Linked DNA regions of Mus musculus: region 1 is linked to region 2. The links are chromatin contacts, called in public Micro-C maps. All regions are on one chromosome and are shown on one strand. Each heading gives the region's core, a stretch centred on a gene start, on an enhancer-like site or on the middle of the called end of the contact. The rest is flanking DNA. Distances are from core to core; before and after follow the strand shown.

The links. A called contact is a pair of places that touch in the nucleus more often than the background predicts.
Region 1: a Micro-C map of palatal mesenchyme shows a contact between it and region 2, with 1.8 times the contacts expected there. The contact joins the promoter of 2610027K06Rik here to the enhancer-like site in region 2. A contact is called at or near these places in 10 of 39 promoter capture datasets (the C10 cell line, the HPC-7 cell line, cranial neural crest and 5 more), 2 of 484 Hi-C or Micro-C datasets (bone marrow-derived macrophages and palatal mesenchyme), 11 of 115 datasets of contacts at active chromatin or transcription factors (bone marrow-derived macrophages, craniofacial prominence, embryonic basal ganglia and 8 more) and 1 of 9 other capture datasets (embryonic stem cells).

The regions. Positions count from the first base shown.
Region 1 is chr11:85,829,835-85,834,150 of GRCm38.p6, forward strand. It overlaps 2610027K06Rik (RIKEN cDNA 2610027K06 gene), which reads right to left and starts at 2,554. Exons shown (of 5, transcript NR_077059.1): 1 at 2,334-2,554. It overlaps Tbx2 (T-box 2), which reads left to right and starts at 2,781. Exons shown (of 7, transcript NM_009324.2): 1 at 2,781-3,667. The coding sequence starts at 3,273. RefSeq lists an enhancer at 301-686 and a promoter at 2,316-3,306.
Region 2 is chr11:85,425,900-85,430,443 of GRCm38.p6, forward strand. The region is part of intron 7 of Bcas3 (breast carcinoma amplified sequence 3); the gene reads left to right. Among named protein-coding and RNA genes, the nearest start is that of Bcas3, 75 kb to the left of the region's middle. Within about 2 kb of position 2,627, at least 18 of the 459 cell types and tissues checked have an H3K27ac peak or open chromatin away from gene starts, as enhancers often do. A contact at or near this core is called in palatal mesenchyme, where this site is marked.

The DNA of each region.
Region 1 (4,316 bases), core at 1,304-3,803, 400 kb after region 2:
AGGGCTCAGGCAAATCTTCACGCATGCAGACATCCGCAGGGACCTATGCTATTTAGAGATCAACTCTTGAGAGAGGACTTAGCCTTATCTCTTGACCATTCTCGATGTAACTCGGCCAAAAGACGGACCCGGCAGCCCTGCCAGGCTTGGGAGGGCAGTCCCCTCCGGCCCAGGCTACTGGTGCTGGATTTGATTGTTGCGGGAAGCTAAGACTACAGACCACGTGAAAGGGGCCTGGGACCACGAAGCCAGCGCCTGCCCGACGCCCCCGCCCAGAACTGCCTGGGAGAGGGAGGGGCGGCTGAGCGCGCGTCCCCCACCCGTCTGCGGGTCCCGGCCGATGCGAAGTGACAGGGGCCGGAGCTTTGTTGTGGAGCCTCGGCCGCCTGGCGCCAGGCGCCCTCGTCCGTGCCCTCCCCCTCCAGCCCCGGGCGGCCCGCGAGGCGCCCCCCGGGGCCTCTTAAAGAGACACGCACACTCTGCCCAGGGGACTCCCCCAGGGGCGCCTGTTCCTGGGAAGGGGAGATGAGTGGGGGTAGACCCAGGCGGGGGTAGGGCGAAGCAGGAGTTGCGAGCCGCAAGGCGCCGCTCGAGAGGCTGCTTAGGCCGCCCCAGCACCAGTTTTCGATGCTACAAGGATATTCTAAGAAAATTTTGTTGGGGATGGGTCGATAAAGAATCTTAAGAGCGGCTAAAGCAGGTCATCCAGGTGACTACGTGATGGGGGTGGGGGTGGGGGGGTGGCTGGAGCTGTTGGTGGAAACCCAACCTGCCCTGAAAACGTCTCTGACCAGTCGCAGGTCCTTAGCTCTATAGGTGGGATTCAGATCCCCTAATGTAGCCACTGGGCGACAGCTGTCCGATTTCGTGGACCAATAACTCAGACCTTCATGTTTTAACTCTCAGGCCTAAACGGGTAGACCAGCTACTGTATGCTACCCAGGAAAATGACCAAAATACATACTTCGATACATACACATTTTTACAAGGTACTAAAGTGCCTGTCCCCATACACACAACTTAGCAAATGTCCTGCCAACTCGGAAAGCTGAACTGACTACTTCTTGTTCACCTCACTAACTGTCCAAGTGTGTTCAGACACATCTCTCCTGGAGGAGCCACATCCTGTCTGAATTGGAAGCAGTGCAAAGCTGCAATGGATCTCTCACCGGCTGCGAACACCGCGAAGCTAGAGCTGAAGGTTCACTGTGGGCAGAGAAAAGAGTGAGAAAAGCGACCTAGGAGTAAGGTCCTGAAGAAAAACCCAGTGGGGCAGGCGCGCACAGGGTTATGAAGAATTACAAGCGCCTGGTGTTGGCTCAGATGTATAGGAAAAAAGGTCGTGGAGGCCAAACGACTCCTGCTGGTCTCAACCCCGTACTGCCGGGGGCAACTAGCTTTTAAACGCCTTTCTGGGCGGTCAGCTACCAAGTGCCTGAAGACCTGGTGTATGCAGCGGAGGGGCAAGCTGCCTGGGCCACTTACGTGGTAGGTGCCTACCACGGGGACATAGGGCTGGAGCGGCAGAATTCGCTTATACTGGTTGGGAGGGTGGGAGTATCCACTGTGGCTAGTTCACACCCTGCTTCCCCTCCCCAACAAGCACAAGGGTGTGAGCCTCAACCCTAAACAGGCAAGTGTATGATCGTTTTACTCTGGGCACACCTGATTATGGTTTTACACACACACACACACAGAGAGAGAGAGAGAGAGAGAGAAAGAGAGAGAGAGAGAGAGAGAGAGAGAGAGAGAGAGAGAGAGAGAGAGAGAGAGAGAGAGAGAGGAAGATGCATTGGGGCTGTTGCCAGAGAGATAACGAAGACTGATCGTCGAAGGGGGTGTTCACACTTGCTGGCAAACACCTCGATTCCCATCCGCATTACTCAGCTTTCCTGAACTAGGGAGCCTTGAGCTTCCAAGGGACGGAAACAATCTCTAGAGAAGTGACTGAGAAGAAAAGATGCCAGAGTTTAGGAAGAGATAGATGGGCTTGCATCTCCAGTACCGGATGCGGCGAAAATTCCTTCTGGCGCGTGTGGAGAATCTGAGTTCTAGGATCAACTAGCGCGGCACCGCCTTGGGCTCTGTAGAAGGTGCGCTCACCTACCTGGTCCCAAGGATCCATTTTCCTACTCGCCAGAAGGTTTTGGCTTAGTGACCTGACACAGACCTTCTTTAGGCTAAATGCCCGGCCCTTCTGGAACCCCAGGTTCCTGAGTCTACGAGGGGAGGAGCAGGTGGGGGTGGGGACCCTTCGTTTCCCCAGCGCAAGGCGGCGTCCCGTTCCCGCCCGTGCCGGCCCCATCAGGGTTCTGCCATGGCTCCCCACTCACCGGCTCCGGACACCTGATTCGGCTCCGGGACCTCGGCCGCCCGAGCCTCCTGATTTGCCCGCCCACCGGCCTCGCTTTCCAGTGCCCGCAGCCTCCCTCTGAAGTGCATGGACCCGGGGCGGTGACCGGGAGTGGGGTGGGAGGCCAGGCTGGGTCGCAGGCAAGAGCGGCCGGGCCTCCCGGCGCGGGAGGGAAAGGGCGCCCCCTCTCCTCTCCGGAACGTGTCAATGCTTTGCACTTGGGGCCGGCATGCGGCTAGGGGGTCCTTCCCCAAGGCCCCGGGACCCGGGCGCCCCCTGCCTCAGGCCCTTACGGCGGGTCAGATCGGTCCTCTGCGCTTTCCAGCCCTCGCCCAGGCAGCGGCGGGCGCGGGCGGCGAGGTGGGGGCCAGGCCAGGGGGAGGGGTCTCGGGGCCCGCTGGCCCGTCATTGGTTAATATTTTATTCTGTTGACATGTTTTCTTACTGCTGAGGCTTCCGACACCTTCTCCCTGGCCTCCCCTCCCGTCCAGAGCTTGGCCTGAGCTGTCAAAACCCCGCCCCCGGAGACCCACAATTGGTCCAAAAAGCGTAAAATCAGCAATCAAGGGGGGCCTGGCTCGTTAGCGCAGGGGATCCGAACAGGGCAGGACATGTGAGATAGTCACAGTTTTCCAGAGATCAGGACAAGATCTAACCAGTCGCGCGTGGTCCCCGGCGCCGGAGCCGGCCAGCCCAGCCCAGCCCAGCCCAGCCCAGCCCCGCGCAGCGCCCCCTCCGCCCCCGCGTCCAGAGCCCTGCGCCCCTTGAGGTGCGCGGGACGGGGAGCCGGGAGAAGCCGCTGCCGCGCCCGCCGCCCGGGCCGTCCGTCCTCCGCGCGCGCCGCCGCCCGGGCCGGGGGTCCGAGGCGCGCGCCCCCGGCCCCGGCCCCGGCTCCCAGGAGCCTGGGCCGGATGTCCCGATGAGAGAGCCGGCGCTGGCAGCCAGCGCCATGGCTTACCACCCGTTCCACGCGCCACGGCCCGCCGACTTCCCCATGTCCGCCTTCCTGGCGGCAGCGCAGCCCTCCTTCTTCCCGGCGCTAGCGCTGCCGCCCGGCGCGCTAGGCAAGCCTCTGCCGGACCCGGGCCTGGCGGGGGCGGCGGCCGCGGCAGCAGCGGCGGCGGCGGCGGCCGAGGCGGGGCTGCACGTCTCGGCACTCGGCCCGCACCCGCCCGCCGCGCATCTGCGCTCGCTCAAGAGCCTGGAACCCGAGGACGAGGTGGAGGACGACCCCAAGGTGACGCTGGAGGCCAAGGAGCTGTGGGACCAGTTCCACAAGCTGGGCACCGAGATGGTCATCACCAAGTCCGGGAGGTAGGACGGGCCGGGCGGGCGGGCTCGGGGACCGCACAGCACCCACCACCACTGGGTCGATGCTCTCTCGGATTGCCCCCGCTCCGGCCCTGGCGCCACACTCCTTTCCACAGACAAGCAAGCTGACTTTTTTTTTTTTCCGTTTGGCTCCGGAGCGAATTAAAAAAGAAAAAGAAAAGCAAACATCTCTCGATTGAAATAAAACGAAAACACGTTCCTAAAGAATAGTCCCAACTGTTCTGAGTCTCAAAGCCCCGGAGACTCTGGCGGGTCTCCACAGCCCCTTGCGGTCTCACTGTTTTTTTTTTGTTTTGTTTTGTTTTGTTTTGTTTTGTTTTTGTTTTTGTTTTTTCCGTCTCCTGGACGGTCTGGAAGTTCCTAAGAAAAGGGATCTTTCCCGGATTCTCCGCTCTGATCACTGGAGTCCATAGTGGGACTAGCATCCCGCCTCCTGCTAGCTCCAGGCTGACCACTTGGTTCCGGCAGAGAGTTGTCCAGCCCACAGCTAGGCCTTGGAGAGAGTCTTGCTTGTCCTTGGAGCTTGGAGCACTGGACCAGCCACCTCTTGAGGCCTTAAAGCCAGAAGAAAAATAAAATCCCCAATCTTCCCAGCACTCCAGTCTCTGAAAGTCCAGGCCTCAGGTTCACC
Region 2 (4,544 bases), core at 1,377-3,876:
CCTTCCCTCCCTCCCTCTCTCCCCCTTTAATTCCTTCTCTCTCGTCCTCCCTTCCTTTTCCCCTCCGTTCTCTCTTTTTTCTTTTTCTCCTTTTCCTCCCTCCTCTTTCCCTCTCTTCGTCTCTCCCTTTCCCTCTCCCCCCTAAGCCCCTCCCCCCACAGACATATACAGACAGGGTTCAAACTGTGTATCCCCATCTGGCCTGGACTCTGTGTAGATCAGGCTAGGCCCAAACTCAGACTTACCTGTCTCTTTTGAGTACTTGGGGTGAATGTGGGATATATAGCCAGGTTTTACAATATTTTTATCTTGAGGCATGGCCCGGTCGTGTTCTGGCCAGCCCAAAGCTTATTTTGTAGCCCAGGGTGACTTTGAACTCATGGCAGTCCTTTTTTTTAGCCTCCTGATTTTTCTGGGATAATAGGTGTGTGCCACCATGCCTGACTTCATATTTCCTTCTTAATTTATATTTACCATACAAAGTCAGTTTGGCATGCAGCTAATATTTTTTTCTCTGAGAAAATTTTGAGTTGGAATACAATTAAATTAAGATTCTCATGGAAAAGTTTTTAAAAATATTTATTTATTTCATGTATGTGGGCACACTGTTGCTGCCTTTAGACACTCCAGAAGAGGGTATCAGATCTCGTTACAGACAGATGGTGGTGAGCCACCATGTGGTTGCTGGGAATTGAACTCAGGACCCTTGGAAGAGAGTCAGCTCTTAACCGCTGAGCTATCTCTCCAGCTCTGATTTTCTATTTAATCTCTCTTCATTTACAGACATTATAAAGAAAAGGATTCTAGTCACTATGTAGAGCCTCAAGTAATTATGCTGTTGTTCTTGTTTTTATTGTGTGGTATTTAAGGGGATCCTCTTCGTCTTTTTTCTTCTTCTTTTTTTTTTTTTAAAGACAGGTCACACATGTTGGCCTGAAACTTGTTATGTAGATCAGACTGCCTTGAATTATTATTATTATTCTCCTGCCTCTTGAATGCTGGCATTTAAGGCACGCTCCTTTAACCGACTGACTAAGTCACTAATTAATTGTTAGTATATATGTTGCATGTATATTTAGGTGCATGCCACAGTGTATGCGTGTGAGTCAGATGACACCTCTTGTTGTCACCTTTCCTCCACTCCCCTTTGAGACAGGCTCCGTCTTGTCTTTTCTACTCTGTGTGGCCTGTGAGGTACTGGTCAGCAAGCTTCTCACAAGTTCTGTGTTTGCCTCCCGTTTTACTGTAAGAATGTTGCTGCTACTGCTCCTTTTTTTTTTTAAAGTAAGTTCTAGGGACTGAACTCAGATTTGAATAAAGATGTTTTTGAAGGAAACTTGGATGTAATGACACAAGATGCTGACCCATCAATGGTGAATCTTGTTTCATTTCTGCTTGTTCCTTGTTCTATAGTTTTTTTCACTAAGGATTAACCTAAAATTGATGCTTTATAGTTAGTCTCCATGCTATGGCTAAATGTATAGGAATAATGGAAACTGTGAAGACTTTAGAGAAAAGATTCAGAAGTAAATTGCAGATGAAGAGCAGCAGTTCTTGTCAGTCCTTGTTCTTGGGATCCGTAATCTTGAACCGTGGGAGTGATCCAGGGGCACCATGCTGATTAGGTGAGGCAGAGTTTTCACTGCAGTCTGGTATGCATTAGGCGTGGCACATAGTCGCTGATTTGAATCCCAGGATAGGAACAGTAGAGAGTTCTATTCACTGTTGGGAATGCCTTTTCTGTATATTGATGTAGTTATCTGATTTTGAGTTGGGATAAAAGCTTTTGGGGGGTGGAGCTTGTTCACCTCTGCTGTTTTTGTTCTGTTTTGCCAGTCCTCGTGGGCTACGCTAGGACTGCTTTTTAGGGATCTTTACTTCCACGGAAAAATTGTAATTTGTTTATATTCCCTACAGAAGCTCATGTGTATAATGCTGTACATATATCTTTATTGAGGCATAATTGAAACATGATTAACTGCACCTCCTTAATGTGTGCAGTTTGATACATTTTGACATCTGTATATACCCGTGAAACCATCACTCCAATCAAGATAATGAGCATGGCCACCCCCACATTAGTTTTCTCATGCCCAGCTGTAATGCATCCTTGTGTGTCCCTCCCCTTGGTGGAAGAAGCTTGCTTCAAGATAGTAAGGCTCAGGGTAGCACTTCAATCTTGACTCGGTGATAAACTTTAAGAAAGTTTCTTTGCTGTTGTCTAGTTTAAGGTACCTTCAATGGGTAGTTAGAAATATAAAAGTAAGCATCTCTGTGTTCCACGTTTCCCTTCCGCTCCATAACCTCAAGGCTTTTAAAAGCATAGCTTTCCTTTTAGAAGCAGTTCATAAAACTACTAAAGGGCTTGCAGTTCCACTGTGTAATCATTTCAAAACAACAGTTTTTTTTCAGCCACCAAAAAGGATGCAGTCTTGACATTTAAATAGAAAACAGATTGAGTTTTTGGCTGATATTGCTCTGCTGGTTTAAATGTTGGTTCAGTCAACTTCAGGCTTAGATTACAAGATTTGCAAATTAAAGGAAACCAAACGGGAAGGAACATCTGCATAGATTCTGACTTTGTGGAATTCCACCCAGGCACGCTTACTCTGCTGGCAGAACAGAGCGTGTGTGCAGTGAGTAATTCTGCAAAGAGAGCACTGGTCTGCTGTGATTATCTTAAGGATGCAGTGGAGAGAGACCAGCAGTTAACATGAGCAACATGGGGTTTTCACATGGCTTAGTTTTAAAGTCATATTCCAGGAAGACGTGTGTGTGTGTGTGTGTGTGTGTGTGTGTGTGTGTTTTGTTGTGATAAAGGCCCTCTTTGGTGTCCTGAATGGTCTCGAACTCCCAGGCTCTATCAGTTCTTTTCAATATCTGGAACAATATGAGTGCCTGCAGCGTCACTTCCAGCCAGATCTTGTGCTGATATAGTATATGGTATTTAACCAGAATAAAAGCTTTCCAAATGTCACTAATTGTGTTACTTGATGATTTTATTGTATTAGAGAACTGAGGTTTCTAGGAAGGTAATTTGCTTTAACTAAGGTTGAAATCTGTTATAATCAAAGACTATATGGATGTAATTTACTGAGTAAATTATAACACAGACACAGTAAAATATAAGGGATCTTTGTTTGCTACTGGGTTAATCATACATTGTGTATATGATTTTAAGATGCTTCTTGTAGGTCACCTAGCGTGCCATTTAGATAGCAGTCTCAAAGAACTGCCTGATTCAAATGCTTGCTCTTTTAATTCTAAGAAGAGTTTTTAATGTTGTTTTTGTGGCACACTGGGGCCTCTACCATCTACTTCTCCAGTAGTAAGACAAGGTACTGTTTCCACATGGGAAGAAGAAAAGGCTGTCCTCACAGGTTGCTTGACAGTTTCTTGTGACAGTTGTGTGGGAGGGTAGGAGGAGGCGTGTGGCTTCTATAATGGATAGAATCAAGGGTGCTGAGAAACGTCCTAAAAAGTGCAGATCAACCCTTGAGAGCAAAGAATTACATGTGCTAGTGTCATTAAGGTTAAAGACAACCTCATCTTTGCAGGCAACAAGCTGTGCAGAGATAAAAAGTTAGTAGGGGCTAATAAAAACTAATAGTGGTATGAACCACTTTTAAATGTCTTGCTCTTCCTAACTCTCAAGTACCATCTTTATTTATTTCTTCCAGTGGCTTTGAGTGCTAATTTCTAGATACACGAATGCACATATGCACAAGTGCACACGCACATACTTCCTCACACAGTGTTCATTTCTGATTCTTTGGCATTGATAACTAGGAGCAGAATTGCTGGGTGACGTCGCTTTAGATGTGTGTGGGTAGTTTTATGCATTCTAGGAACCTCTGTAGATCAGTATGGGATTCCAGTGGCCAGGACAGGTAGGGAGTATGTGTCCTTCCTTGCCTCTGTTCCAGGAGGTTTCCCATGAGGTTGGGTTCTGAAATCACATCTTTCCATTTGTAGTCACTTAGAATCAATTACCTTTGCTGTCCCCTACTGGCATTCCAGCTACTGAATGCTGTCAATTAGTGTCTCTTTATGTTTGAGCAATGTCAGTTCAACTGTAATAGCACAAAACATGATTTTGTGGCACAGGCCTGGGTAGAACAGACCCTAGATTGCAGCATAAGTCCCCAGTGTCTTTTAGACCATGAATGGGAAAGAGGTGAGACAGGAAGTTGTGCATAGTCACTTAGTGGGAAAGGTCATATGGCGTGAAGTGAGGAGGCTGTGTTTTGCAGGGCCCTTGGAGGTTCGTTCTGCTGTGTGCTCCGTGGAGCCATGGTGCCCCTTTATGCCTGGGTAGTTCTTACTCATACTGCACAGTAGTGTGGACCAAGTAGTTTGGCTTTTGAAAAAGAATTCTTTTGTATTTTTTCTTATTTTATTGGAAAACATTGACAACATCATAATCCCATCAAAGTATTATTGTTTTATGCTCATAAACAAATGGATATTATTTAAAAATATATTTTTGTATTCAAGGGTTATTACTGTTATTCTATCATAAGGCAGTTTTATTCCCCTTAAGT